Linked DNA regions of Nothobranchius furzeri: region 2 is linked to region 1. A link is a contact called in public Micro-C data. All regions are on one chromosome and are shown on one strand. Each heading gives the region's core, a stretch centred on a gene start, on an enhancer-like site or on the middle of the called end of the contact. The rest is flanking DNA. Distances are from core to core; before and after follow the strand shown.

Region 1 (6,601 bases), core at 2,957-5,456:
GTGACACAAAGCTTTGATTTGCTGCAGTGACTCAAATTCTTTTTGCTGATAGCGTGGATTTGAAACACATGCGTTATAAACTCAGTCTTCTTCCAGTTTTCCCTTAGAAAACCATATTTATGTTTGTTTCTACACCACAACGATGGTCTTTACATTCACACATACAGTAATCATGCGGTCAACCTGCACTCAGTGTTTGTGTGTTTATTATAGACATGTTTGTATGGATGTTATTCAATTGTTATTATTTTCAAAGTTTCTTTCTGCACTGGTCTGATTTCCAGTGGCGTGTCCAGAAATTTTTGTAGGGGTGGCCAGGTGGGGCTGGTGAAAATTGTGGGGTGGCACACCCAATTCGTCCTTTATTTGTTTAAATGAAAAATCAATATGCATCTAACACATTTACCTTGCTGGCGGTGGTCGGTGGAACCGGTGGCGCCGGCGTTGGTCAGCCTCGCCTCCGTCAGCGAGTCCCAGGGCAGCTGTGGTTACAATGTAGTTCATCACCTCTAGTGTGTGAATGTGTGTGAATGACTGGTTATGTTGTAATGCGCCTTGGGAGGTAGTAGGATCCTAGAGGTCGCTCTACAAATACAGGTTATTTACCTTTTTTTTACCTTAAATTTTATAAACAAACATTTCAGGAAAAATACATAATTTCAAAACAGATTTATTGATTCAAATTTATTCTTTCAGATCTTTAGAAATGTTTATTTTGCCTATTGATGTCCCAACAAATTCATCCACAAAAACTATTGAGATTGACTTTTGTTTTTGAATATTGTGAGTAGGGTTGTCACGGTATGAAAATTTAACCTCACGGTTATTGTGACCAAAATTATCACGGTTTTCGGTATTATCGCGGTATTTTTTAAACGGTGTTTTATATGTTCAGAAAGCATTGATAGTCCTGTTCTACACAAACTGAAATAGTTCTGAAAAGGTTTAACAGTGTTTATTAAACCTAAAATAACACAAAGCCTTAGCAAAAGTGCAACTTTTCACAAGTAAAGGAACAAATAGCTTATTTTTCTGGAACTTGTTACAGTAGTCTGTGCAGGTTTAAATTATACAAATCCAAACATTCAAAACATAAACAATATGTAAACAAATCAAAGAAACACCACTTGTTTTCTCATATACTTGTTTTCTTCATTATCAAAATGAAAATCTAAAACTCCAGTCCACACTTGACTTGAGCGCTGTACAAGTCAACCTTAAAAAATATGTATTTAAAATAAATAGCCACTTTAAACAAATTACTAAAATAACTACTACACTATGTAATCAAATCCAAATGTTCAAGTATAAATGGCATTGAATAAGTAAACAAATCAATGACAAGGAACTAATTGTATATTTCTCTTCATCATCAACAAATAAGATGCTTCATCCAGCAACAGGGTGTCCGTGACACGGTTTAAATGCTGGCAGAGGACGCTGCGGCTGCAGTATATAGTGACTCGTTGCATTCTCCCTCAGCCAAAAGTCCTCACGTCATGCATTTAAGCTAAAATGCTAATGTTAACTTACCTTGCACTGGCTGTAGAGACGTGGGTGATGGTCACGCAGATGTGCCATTAGATTCGAAGTGTTGCTGCCTTTTGCAGACACTTGTTTCCTGCACGTTCTGCAGACGGGATAGCAGTCTTCTATTAACTGTCCCTCAGCATTTTTCAGAAATCCCAAATATGCCCATACTTCCGATTTAGTCTTCTTTGAGGGCTGATGGATGTCCTGGGCACTGCCGTCTCCTCCTTCGGCCATTATTTCAGCTTCAAAGTTTTGGTGCCGTTGCAAATTAAAAAGTGCGTGTGCGCGCCGCGGGAACTTCAGCTGAAGCGACGGTGGCTGGTAAGGGTCATCGCGCCGAAACCGCGGCCACGGTAAACCCACCGAGATAATATAGTTTTTTAAAAACTGGACGGTTATTTTTATTGTCAACTTTTTTACCGGGGTTTACCGCTATACCGGTTACCATGACAACCCTAATTGTGAGCCTCAGCGAAATATTTAAATTCTGATTTATTTGCTTAATAATTATAAATGTTTCTACTGGCTTTAAATTAATGTTTTGATTATAGTAGATGCATTTATAGTTTGCTTGAACATGCATATGATTTAGTAAAGAGGGAGGATGTCTTTCCTGGGGGTTCATTGGGGTGGCCAGGCACCCCCCAGCCACCTCATGGGGTGCCACTGCTGATTTCAGCCAACTTTCTGGATCTTCCATCATTAATTTGAATTTATTTTTGAAAGAAAATTGAAGTTGGTGCACCAAATCATGTAGATAAACATGTTGTAACAGGTTTCATTCTCTGTTCTCTCTTTGCTTGTGAGCGCTTCTGTCTCACGAGTACAGAGCTGTCAGTTTGTGTCGTCTCCAGTAACCCGTTGTGAGCCTCGTCGGTAGAAAACGTGGAGTCTAGCACTGCCTAGCTATTCTCCAGAGACAGTGAGTCAGGCGAGGTTTTATGCACACATCCAACAAATAATAGTCAGCAATGCAGAAATCCCCACTTGGCTCCGCGCTGAGACCTGACAGTCAGACATGGACGCCCAGCTGTGAGCCATCGGTCTGATGTGTCTGGTCACAGCGGGACGGCTGCACCCAGATCACAGCCGTTGGGTCCAGGCACCTATTCATCTCAGTCCTCCTGATAACACACATTCCTGTCGACCACCTGTCAGATGCTTCCTCTGGTCTCCTCGCAGTCGGCTTTCACCAGTTGTCCGGTTTCGTCTCGGCGCGTTTAAAAGCCCCAACAGCAGGACAGCGGTGTCTCGTCTTCTCCCGACGCTCCCGCCGCCGAGATTCCTCCAGGCTAGATAATGCTTCCATGTTGGCTTAAACCAAATTCCCCAAATCTCTCCCTTTATCACACCCAGCTGTCGATACACCAAGTCTTTTTTTCTCTGCAATTACCTGCTTGATCATTTCCATCTTCGGTGTGACACTTCCCAACCGAAATCTCCATTTTTATCCGGTCCCTGGTGGAGAATCATGAGCCGTTCAGCCAAATTAGGAAATTATGCTATGGCTTGCCACCGATGTTTTGGTTTTTACCGACCTTTACCTCATCTTCCCCTTCCATTTCTCCATTGCTAACAGCTCATCTCTTGTCTCTGAAGGCAGTATGTCTTCCCGTGGAACAGGAAATACTTTGCTGTCAAGAAAAGCACTTAATGTGTGAGGAATTAATCTCAAGTATGCACAAGGCTGGTGAGGTGTTTCTCTGCTCCGGGGCCATTACGGCTCATTCCGATGCTTGTCCATGGATGCTGCCAGGACTTTGAGTTATTAATCAAGCAATTATCCTTGACATTTACTTTGAGGAATTACCTTCAACAGGGTGTAGGAGCTGAGCATGGCTGAAATGTATTTTATCTTTTGCTGCAAAGCAAATACGTTTGGTCATTTGTTTGGTCTCCGTGAGCTCTAATGGAGTATTAAATAGTTTAGAAGGGTTATTTTTAGCATTGGATGATTCGCAGCTGCACAGGAGAGAGTTACTGTTGCAGTCCAGGTCTGAAACATGACACATGGACCTTTATTAGTCATTTAAACTAAAGATGCATTCATTATTATTTCAGTCCTAACTGAAAAAGACTGAAGATTTCATTTCAGGGTCAAATTGTTGTCCCGTACAGTTGGACATGTCTGAAGTTCGTGTCTGATGGGAGGTAAATAATTAGTAAATATAATTAGAGGATGCACTGGCGTGCTTTGTTTAATCTGCTCTCCAATTCCCTTTAAAGCAGTTTTTCCTGCTGCAAACCTTCCACAAACCGTATTCTTCTAAAGTTTAACAGTTCCAAAGTTAAACAAAAATCTACAATTTGTCCCCTGCAGAGAAAAAAGAACACATTGTGATGCCATTGGTGGTTTTACACACTTGCCAATTGCATATTTTAGTGACACAACATGTTACTTTCTCCTGTTGCATCTGTGTTCCATCTATTCACCTCCCCAACCTCCCACCCCCCCTATAGTGTGCCAATTTCTGAGAGGACAGAAGGAAACGGTTAAGCCTCGGTGCTACAGTTGCATGATGGTTTGCATACATACAAACTCTGCCAGGCGATGTCCACTGGGCTGCATCTGAACACCACCTAACTACATCAGGGTCAGAGCAAGACGTCTGTCTCCTGTTGCAGTGGATGGAAAATGGCTCCTGTTGAACAGCTGCAGCAGGAAGCACCAGGGCACCCTCTACTGACAGATCTTTGGTCTTGTTGAGTCTGAACACTGCAGCAGGCAGACCTCCAGTGTTTTGGAGACTGCAGCAAGCTGCTGATGGACAAATACTGGCTGCTGGTGCTAAGAGCAAGTACTTTTCCCTCACTTGGATAAACATTCATGCCACTACAGTGTCCTGTTCTCTTGAGTGATTGTGTGTTCCCCTCCGTTGCCTCCACCCTCCACAGCTCTGGGTTAGGACAGTCGGTGTTCCTCTGCTCTGCTAAAGCCCACTCGATAGGCCAGTGCCGGTTCAGACCACTGTGACTGATGTGGGAGATCCTGTATTTCTGTATAAATGTACATTGACTGTATCCCTGTGAATGATGTAACAATTTCATTATTTGTAATATTGTCGTTTTTATTTTCTAAAAATGGAAAACCCAACTTGACTCTCCTCAATAAAAAAAGCAGATCTGTTATAAAAACAACTATGATGTGTAGTTATTATTATTATTATTATTATTAGTAGTAGTAGTAGTAGTAGTAGTAGTATTAGTATTAGTATTATTGTATTATTATTATTATATATTAAAGCCATAATGATAATAAATTAGGAAAAGGGAAATATTTTGCATCATTTTGAATCAAAATACATATTTGGATGTGTGTGTATATATATATATATATATATATATATATATATATATATATATATATATGTATATATATATGTATATATATATATATATATATATATAGGTATACACACACACACACACACACACACACACTAATTTGACATTAAACATGCAACAATCTCAAGTTATAGCTTAGGTTAATTTTAAAATCTGACATTTTAGTGTTTTATTTTTCATGTAACTTTTATTTTTGAGGAGAAGAAACACAAAGCTGTCTCCCCTCGATGCAAAGAGGACCAGAGGTCGTCAGCATGAAGGTCACATCCAGGTTAGAATAAAATAGATGAATTAATTTGCTCCAGTAGCACCAACACTTAGAGAAAAGGTAAAATAATAAGATTACAGTTAAACACACAAAGGCAATAAGCTATTATTACAACCTCTAAAAACAACAAATAAATCTGCTGCTGAGGTAAAATTATCATGATCTTCATTTTTTATTTATCTAATCATTCAAAGTAAAATAAACATTTAACCTAAATATTTATGGAGTTATTGTTAGCTGAATAAAACCAATGATGACAGAGCAGCCTTTTATTTTTAAAGTTTCGTTTCATCACAAAGTGCTTTGATTTATTACAAATAATAAAAAATCAATATGCTTTTCTTTCTAACGAGTCAATAAGGTGATGATGATAAAAACAACACTGATGAGGGTTTATTTAAAGCACATTTATGTTTTAATAATAGTTTAATAAAAGCAAGAAAATATTTACAGAAAATGTGCACCAAGGTACGAACATTTTCAAAATAAGGAAAAGTATAAATAATTATTGATCACATAGAACAACAAGATAAAATATGCAAATGATCAATTTCTCAATAAAAGCTATTTGCATCACAATTTGCATCCCAGTTGAAATATAACAATAATTCTGCAAAATAACAAAATGAGTAGAAATATGTAAAAATAGCTTAAGACCAAAACAACAATAATACATCAGAAAACGAGTTCAACTATTTAAGAGAAAAATACTTATATAGATGCTGATTAAAGACATCCACATGCAGTTATTCTAAAGATGAGTTTTTAACATGTTTTTATGTTTAAGCTCGCCCCGTAGTGATGAAACCGTGGTTTGGTGCTGCAGCACCTCAGCTTTAGGGCTGATGAAGAACCACGGGACAGCAGGGAGTCGGAGCTGGAAGCCGGAATGTTTTCTGTGCATTTGTCGGGGGTTGGCTGCACGTCCGGCTCCAAGTTCAGGATTTGCTTCTTCCTTTTTACTTTTAAACCAATGAATTTGTCATTATTTTATCTACTTTTATTATCTTTATTCATGCACACAGTTTTATGGCTGCATTATAAAGTCTGCAAAGTATTAATTACATGATTAATATAATATTGAAAATAATGAAATACTTTTCATAAGTCTAAGTATTTTTGTATATTTCATTTTTAAGCACTTTTAAAGAAAACTGATTTAAAAAATGACGTGAATTAATTTTTTTCTCTTTTTCAGTAATGCAGATTTTTTTTTATGCGGTGAGTCTAAAATAAGCATTTTGTGTCTTTTACAAATCTAAAGAGTTGGAGTTTCCCGGCTTCATTCCTAAATACACAAAATAATATCTAATTTTAAACATGAAAGTCTAAAACGGGATTAAACTTTTAAGAAGATGCAGCTCAAGAGTCAGTGATGGCTTTCATTTCATAAATGTCACATTGTATATTCATCAGGAAGACTTACCAACAGACATCTGCAGCTCCAGGAGTCCT
Region 2 (7,193 bases), core at 1,604-4,103, 170 kb before region 1:
TTAATTACAACTTTAAAACAGTCTAGGACTCCCCCCCCCCCCAACAACACGAGTTTTATTATTTGTTTATATATATATTTTAAAAGCATTGCATTTTAGATTATTTACTATTCTATTTTAATTTGATCTTTTAGCAGACTTTAGTTCCTAATTGTGAGATCTCCTCTCAGAAATGCACACACTTTCATTGTAATTTGCCTAATACACACACACACACACACACACACACACACACACACACACACACACACACACACACACACACACCTAATGGAGTTTAATTAACTGATATAATAACACAAATACAAATATTCCAAAATCGCTTAAATTGTACTGAAGAATGTAGAAATGCACCTTTAAACACAAGTATAGATGCTTAATTTTAAGAATTTTTGAACAATGTTTATTTTGCGTAAAAAATGTGCAGCGTGTTTTTTTAAATCATACTTATGGTTATTTTCCCTCATAATTTAAAATGCATTTATTCCTAAATACAATTCATCTGAATTTTTAGTATGGTAAATTATCAAAGTTATAATTTTACCATTTCTTAATGTAAAAAGAAACTTTTAAAATATTTATATGAACATTTTTAGGCATTTTTGCTTTAATATTTTTTTTCTAATTTCTTTATTTATTTCATTTTCTTTTTCTTAATTTTTTTGTCCTTGTTTCTTTGTTGATAAAGTCTGCTCTCACGGCTTTACACACCGGTTATTCTACTCAGCTGACCGTTCGGAGAAAATCTACTTTGTGCACCTTTTACATGACTGGAACATAATTTGCTGGTAATCTGTAGCGTCGATTCTGCCGTGTGTTTTTGTTTATGGCGGTAGTCTGTTGGCCTTTAAAGCTGCTGAGTTACGGGACATTAGCGGCGTGCATGCCTTGCTTTTACTGGATTACAGGCTTGCAGGGGAACATGAGAGGATTTCTGGCATATTTAGAAGCTCCTGCTTTGCATTTGAACCATTGCATTGCAGTCTGAGAAGACATGGCAGCACAGCGTGGCAGAAATCTCTCTGCCGGCAAAACTTAAGAAGTATTAATATAATATTTTTCCAACATCTTTCATTTTACTTCTGACTCAAGTCAATACTGAGCTTGTATGGGACTCATTAAAGTGAGTGAAGCAGCTTTCTCAGTGCCTTGCCATTTTGTTCCATCTGTTCAGAAGTCACCTGAACATGATCTGAAGCCAGCCAGTCAAGTGACCTGGAATCAATACAGTCCAGTCCAGTGGAGGCAAATAAATCAGCCTGGTTCATTTAACCAATGAGAGGTCTGCTGTGCAGCGCTTCGGCCTGTAAAACCAAAGGCATGTTTGATGGCAAATTTTTAGTCAGCCTCGGTAACTCTATACTTCATGTCCAGCAGGCATCTCTCTTCTTGCACACATTGGGTTGCTGTATTTGAGCCAGCTTTTGTTTTCAGGTCTTCTTTCTTCTTCACAACCTGACTTTGTTCAGCAGAGTGAATTTCTGTTTCAAATCAGAGATTCTCTTTGGGTTTCACGATGTGTAAACAATTACGCTGTAAATGACACTGTGAATTATTTTATAATGTGAAAATAAGAAATGACTTCTTCAACTTAAAGGATGCTCAGATAAAGCCAAAGATGATTAAAATGAATTATTGAAAAGGTAAAAAATGCATAAAAGCTAAATGCATTTTATTAGAGTTCAACAAAAAGCCAAATAGACTAAAATCTATTTCTGTAAATTTATGACTAAAAGATTAAACCAAAACATAAAACTTTATATGATGATACTTTCGTTAGAGGGGTTTAGCTTTTAGCTCCAATTTACTTTCTGGGACTCTTTGTGGCTGAAATAAAAAACAAACTTCTGTTAAGCTCCACTCACTGATTATGAGTCATGTTAAATTACACGATTCCTTCTAGTTTGTTCATGAAACATACAGTTTAAGTTTCAGGTGTAAATGATTTAATCAAACTTTAAAAGTGACACTTAGCACCCCAGGAAGGATGCTAATGAAGTCCAGTAAATGACGTGCAATAATACAATAATATTAAATATTCACAAATTTCTAATTTATCCTTTGATCTCTTGAAAAATCTCTAGACTACATGCTTGTAAAATATAAGGTAATGTTTGTAAAACGTTTTCTGTAATTATGATAATTAATAATGACAAAATCAATAATATAATCATCACATATGGACAGTAGTTATCTATCTATCTATCTATCTATCTATCTATCTATCTATCTATCTATCAATCTATCAATCTATCAATCTATCTATCATCTATCTATCTATCTATCTATCTATCTATCTATCTATCTATCTATCTATCTGCTCAGGCAGCTAAACAGTAAGCATATTATAAACGACCTTCTATAAATGAGTACCCAGCTAGGTCTTGAGCCAATAAATAAATTAAAAATAAATACATAACTAAACTAGAATATTCTCTTGAAAAGCAGAAAGAGGGGTTAATTTAGAGTTAATCTGTGAATGTGAACTAATAGATGGTAAATGTTGGAGTCCAAACACCGAAAGGAAACCATCAAACTTACTTTAGCTTCTCTGGATCTGCTCACCTGTTAACCAGCGACGACCCGCTGCAGCTTCTCAGTAAACAGATTAAACGTGTGAAGTTGTAACAAATAGATAAAAAGGGCCGTAAATCCATTTAGAGCAGAGTGGGACTGAGAATAAGACGCTCCATCTTTTATACGCGCTCCCTCAACGCTTAATCGAGACTAGGAGAGGCGCTGCGGCGCGTGCGTCCGTCGATGATTGACAGCGGGGTCAATTAAAGCGGATTTGAGGGGATGGACGTGGCTCTAAACGCACCGCTCCGCTGCCGGTGTAAACATTTAAGAGCCTTTGTTTATCTGTAACCTACATACAGTTGTGTTGTGTCTGTTTTAAGTGAGACAGGCGGATGTAACTGCGGTGAATAACGGAGCTGTCCTGCCGGTCTCCCCGGTCCTCCCCCCCGTCTGAGCCCTCTTGGTTTCGTCCAAACTTGGTTCAGATTTGAGTTCGTTAGCTGTGCTATCCGGGAGCGCTGCATAGGAGGAGAAGGACCGCCAGTCCCCTCTTTGCTGCTGCTGCCAATGGCTCTCGGGACCTGTTTTATCTGAGTGTCTGGGACTCTGAAGCACCAATAATGGATATTCTATGGATATTATGGACCATACCGGCCGTAATAGCTGTGGAAGGTAAGCTTGTGTCTCCATCCCGGTCAGACGCATCCTCACACCGGCGCGAGACAAAGCGCGTGGATTTCATTGTAAAACCGGTACAATAATCTATTCGGGTGTTTTATTCTCTGGGTTTAGCTGACCCGGTGACGGTTCTGACGTTCATCACCGCGTCCGCTCAGCCTGGGATGGATGTGGGTCACAACAACATGACGCTCTCCTGGGTCCTGGCGGTCTCTAAAAAACGGGATTCAGGACGGAATTAAACGGCCGGCTGTAAATAAAACGGGCTGTTTTTAGCTTTGTTGGAATAAAAAGATGTGAGAAAAACGACAAGAGCACCGGTGGGCAGGGAGGTGTGTCGCGCGCCGTAGTCACACAGTGAGAAATATGTATATTTTTACTGAAATGGTCAATTTTATTTCTGAATATATAACCTGAGCTATATCCTCCAGAGCGAGTTTTATTCATGTGCAGAGATTTAAATTCAAAGGTCACCAATCAGCGTGGCCTAACGCACAACGTAACAGCCTCATTGGACTCTATTAAAATTACATTTAAAGTAACTGTGATAAAGCGTCCCAACACAATACTATAGGACATGTCACCTAACGCACAGTCTACATTTATTCTAAGTTTCATTTCTGTTATCCCCAACAAAAACTAAGAAGGTGCACATTTTATTTTCACTTATTTCAGTCTTGTGTTTAAGGTGTGATTTGCAGGTAATTCTGAAGCTGCACTCACTGACAGGTCAGGAGACACCACACAGCAGTGTGGAAGGATCACCCTAGTAATTTATTCAGCCTATTTTGGGGATTCAAACAGGAAACAAATGTGTCCTCTTCCTCTGGTCAGTCACCAAACCTCCTAATTACAGGTGGAGCAACGGCGCTATCCTTCATCCCGCTGGTTTAGTTTCAAATAAAGTACAGAAAAGTTTACAGTCACATCTTTGGTGCGTATGGCATTCCAGATCTGTTTAGGAAGTTATGGACCTGGCAGGATTTGTATACTTTAGAACTGGCACAGACTTTGACAAGCATCAGCATCATCCGTATTTATGTAGCCTACAACGGACTGCTCCAGTTTATGTTTCAGTTACATCTCTGCAGCTTCAGATAACATCTAAAGCAGCAGGGAAGGCCAGCTTTTATATTTACAAAGTGCAATTTAGAAATTTTCTTAAGGCTTCACCAGCAAACAGGTCTAGCCTAATAATTTCTATAAATACAGGGACACACACACACACACACACACACACACACACACACACACACACACACACACACACACACACACACACACACACACACACACACACACACACAAAGAAAATTGAGATTATTATGCAGCTCCATCTTTAATCTGATCATAATTGTTTATTTTCACTCACGTTCTCACCACACTACAGCTTCATTGCTGTTGGAATAATTGTTTTTTTCTGCTCAGTATTTTCCTTGCATTCTGTCCCAGTTTAAGGAAAGCCCAGGATATGATATCTGCCAAGAATAACAGCAATTTCACACTAAGCACCATTCCACTTCCACTTCCACTCCGTCTGTTAAAAAAGCTCGAATTGACCACTTTTTATTGCTGCTCTGCTACTTTTTTCTATTATTTTTTACTTTGATCATCCATTTTTAAACGTGTCCCAAAAAGAGATTGTAGTAATTTTTCCTGCTATAATGTTGATGCTCAGCAGAAACATTGCACGCATTTTTTTGAGTGCCGCTACCTCAAATGATGACTGGAAAACTGGCCAATCTGGTCGCCCACTGAATACGGTTCAGCCTCGTTCTACGCAGTATCTCACCCTACTCGACTGTCCAATGAAATTGCCGGGACGCGTTACGTAGAAAAATAAAAAACAAAAAAAGAGTTGAAAAAGAGGTCACCGCAGCTCTAATCCACACAAAAAACGAACGAAGAAAAAAAAACTATCCCAGCATGCAACAGAAAGGAGGCCTCCGGTGGATTTCCTTGACACATTTTGTAAAGAGATGTTTTTTTTTGTTGTTATTTTAACAGTGAAAAATGCATTTGTGTACTTTATTACTGGTTACCCAAACATTATGTAAATAACAATAAATAGAGATTCATTGATAAAACAGCATGCTTTCAATACTCTTGGAAAACTTTGGTATAAAAAAGCACGACGCAAAATAAAAGAAGCACATTAGAAATCATATTACTGGGATCTATAATAAGCCGAATTACTGTGGAGGAAATTTAAAAGGCCAACTTGTTATACAAATAATTAACGATTTAGGCAGGGTCGTGCTGGAGCGGAATACGGGATAAAAAATGTGTCTGAACTTAAAACCCCAGCCGTGTCCCCAAGTGTCCATTTTTTTTACATGTGGTTTGTCAACTTTACCGACATGCAGAAACAAAAAAAGTAAGATAGCACCAAAGCGCTGATGCTCGGGGTGAAATCCATTTTCCTCAGTGTCTCCTTTTGTGCTCCCACTCCAGCCTGCAAACTAACTTCATTCATCAATTCCGTTTACTTGTTTTTAAAAGGCTTGTCCGCTGAGGAATTCCAACCAACTTTAGATTGTTGATTAGCGTTAATATAAGCTGATGCCATGTCTTATTGGTTTAGGCAACAGTAACAGGCAAGCTCTTTTGGAAAATTAATGGATGTAGTACTGCCAGGAAAATTAGCCCAGCTCTATCAAACATGGCAATGAAAACACACAGAGGATTTATCCCTTCATTAGCTCACCCATTCATTGTCATCAGTGATGAGCTGGCGGTCCTACCAACAACAGCGGCGCTCATCTAATTCTGTTGAGTGGAAAATTTCAGATTCATTCCCGGGCAATAAAATAGCTGAGGTCTGGATTGTTTTGTGGAGATAAGTTTTACTACGTGGTTGTTTGGCTTCTTCGGTCCGGCCCACCCCTCCTGCCTTCCGGGGAGATGTTTGTAATGCTCAAATGTTTTTCTGGGACAGTTTGTGTAGCTGGGATGCAACAACAACCTCATAGAGACTTTTATCCAAGTGATTGTTGCTTGTTGGACTACAATGATAAATCACTTTAAGAAAGAATTTAGTTCCTTTCTCTGAAGGAAACATGATGGGAGTGAAACCACAGTAAAATGGAGAAGTGGGGTAGAATGAGATTCCTTCAGCGCTCTATTCAGAAACGGACGAGTCAGACAAACGTTCGCAAACACCAGCCGAGTCGTTGTTCTGTATTGGAAGAAACTTGCATTTTTATCTTTGAACGAATTGATGAACGACTCTCAGTACCACTTTCTCACTATCTCTGTATGATTCTAACCTTTTTTAAACACTGCCAAGTTCAGTGACGATGTTTTCATATGTAAATGTCCTAGCTGCTTGTGACTACAGTTTTTTGTTATGAGTGGTTGTGCGAGTGTCGATTGGCATAAGTTATGTTTGTTAGAAAAACCGAAGAACATCCACATGGGGGGGGATTTCTGGAACAGGGTCAGTTAAAAGGTAAAACGAGCGGCCATATACAATCCAGTGTTTTCCCAGTCCACCCAGTGAGCAGATGCACGGGGCTGGCCTGCACGCCAACCACCACAGTAGGCTTTCACAAAGAATCTGTCTCTATTCAAGCCCTAATCCAAGCTGCCGAGGGCCCAGGCATTGTCACTTTGCATGCAAAATTTCAATTAGTGCTGGTACCAGTTGTTTCACTTGAAGGGGGTGTCACATTTCTGAGACATCTATTGCTACCTTTAGGGTGAGATTAAGGCATAAGCATCACCAATTTGCTTAAGAAAGTGTGTTTCTCCACAGGAATGAGCAGTTCTGCTTTATTCTAGCTACTGAATTACACCTTGTCATCAGCAGAAATGAAAATACTGGAGGATATATTCAACTGTGATCACATAAAGGAGGGAGTTTTGTTTGTTATCTCTGTAGAAACTTTTCCTGTTAGAGTTCCTGATGGTTTTGCTCTTGCTGGCATTTCAAGCTGAACAGTTATTCACGTTGATCTTGGAATCAGCTTTTTTAAGCTATTTGACTAAACTTT

What was found. Hi-C and Micro-C count contacts between places; a contact is called where the count stands out from the background.
Region 2: a contact with region 1 is called in a Micro-C map of tail fin, with 5 times the contacts expected there. The contact joins the promoter of ephb2b here to the enhancer-like site in region 1. A contact is called at or near these places in 2 of 2 Hi-C or Micro-C datasets (skeletal muscle and tail fin).

What each region holds. Positions count from the first base shown.
Region 1 is chr3:76,394,241-76,400,841 of NfurGRZ-RIMD1, reverse strand. It overlaps ephb2b (eph receptor B2b), which reads left to right. Exons shown (of 16, transcript XM_054732884.2): 16 at 1-4,671. Among protein-coding and RNA genes, the nearest start is that of LOC139068901, 63 kb to the right of the region's middle. Within about 2 kb of position 4,206, at least 1 of the 3 cell types and tissues checked has an H3K27ac peak or open chromatin away from gene starts, as enhancers often do. A contact at or near this core is called in tail fin, where this site is marked.
Region 2 is chr3:76,560,502-76,567,694 of NfurGRZ-RIMD1, reverse strand. It overlaps ephb2b (eph receptor B2b), which reads left to right and starts at 2,853. Exons shown (of 16, transcript XM_054732884.2): 1 at 2,853-3,192. The coding sequence starts at 3,141. LOC107374369 (a long non-coding RNA gene) reads right to left here and starts at 2,737. Exons shown (of 2, transcript XR_001571506.3): 1 at 2,566-2,737.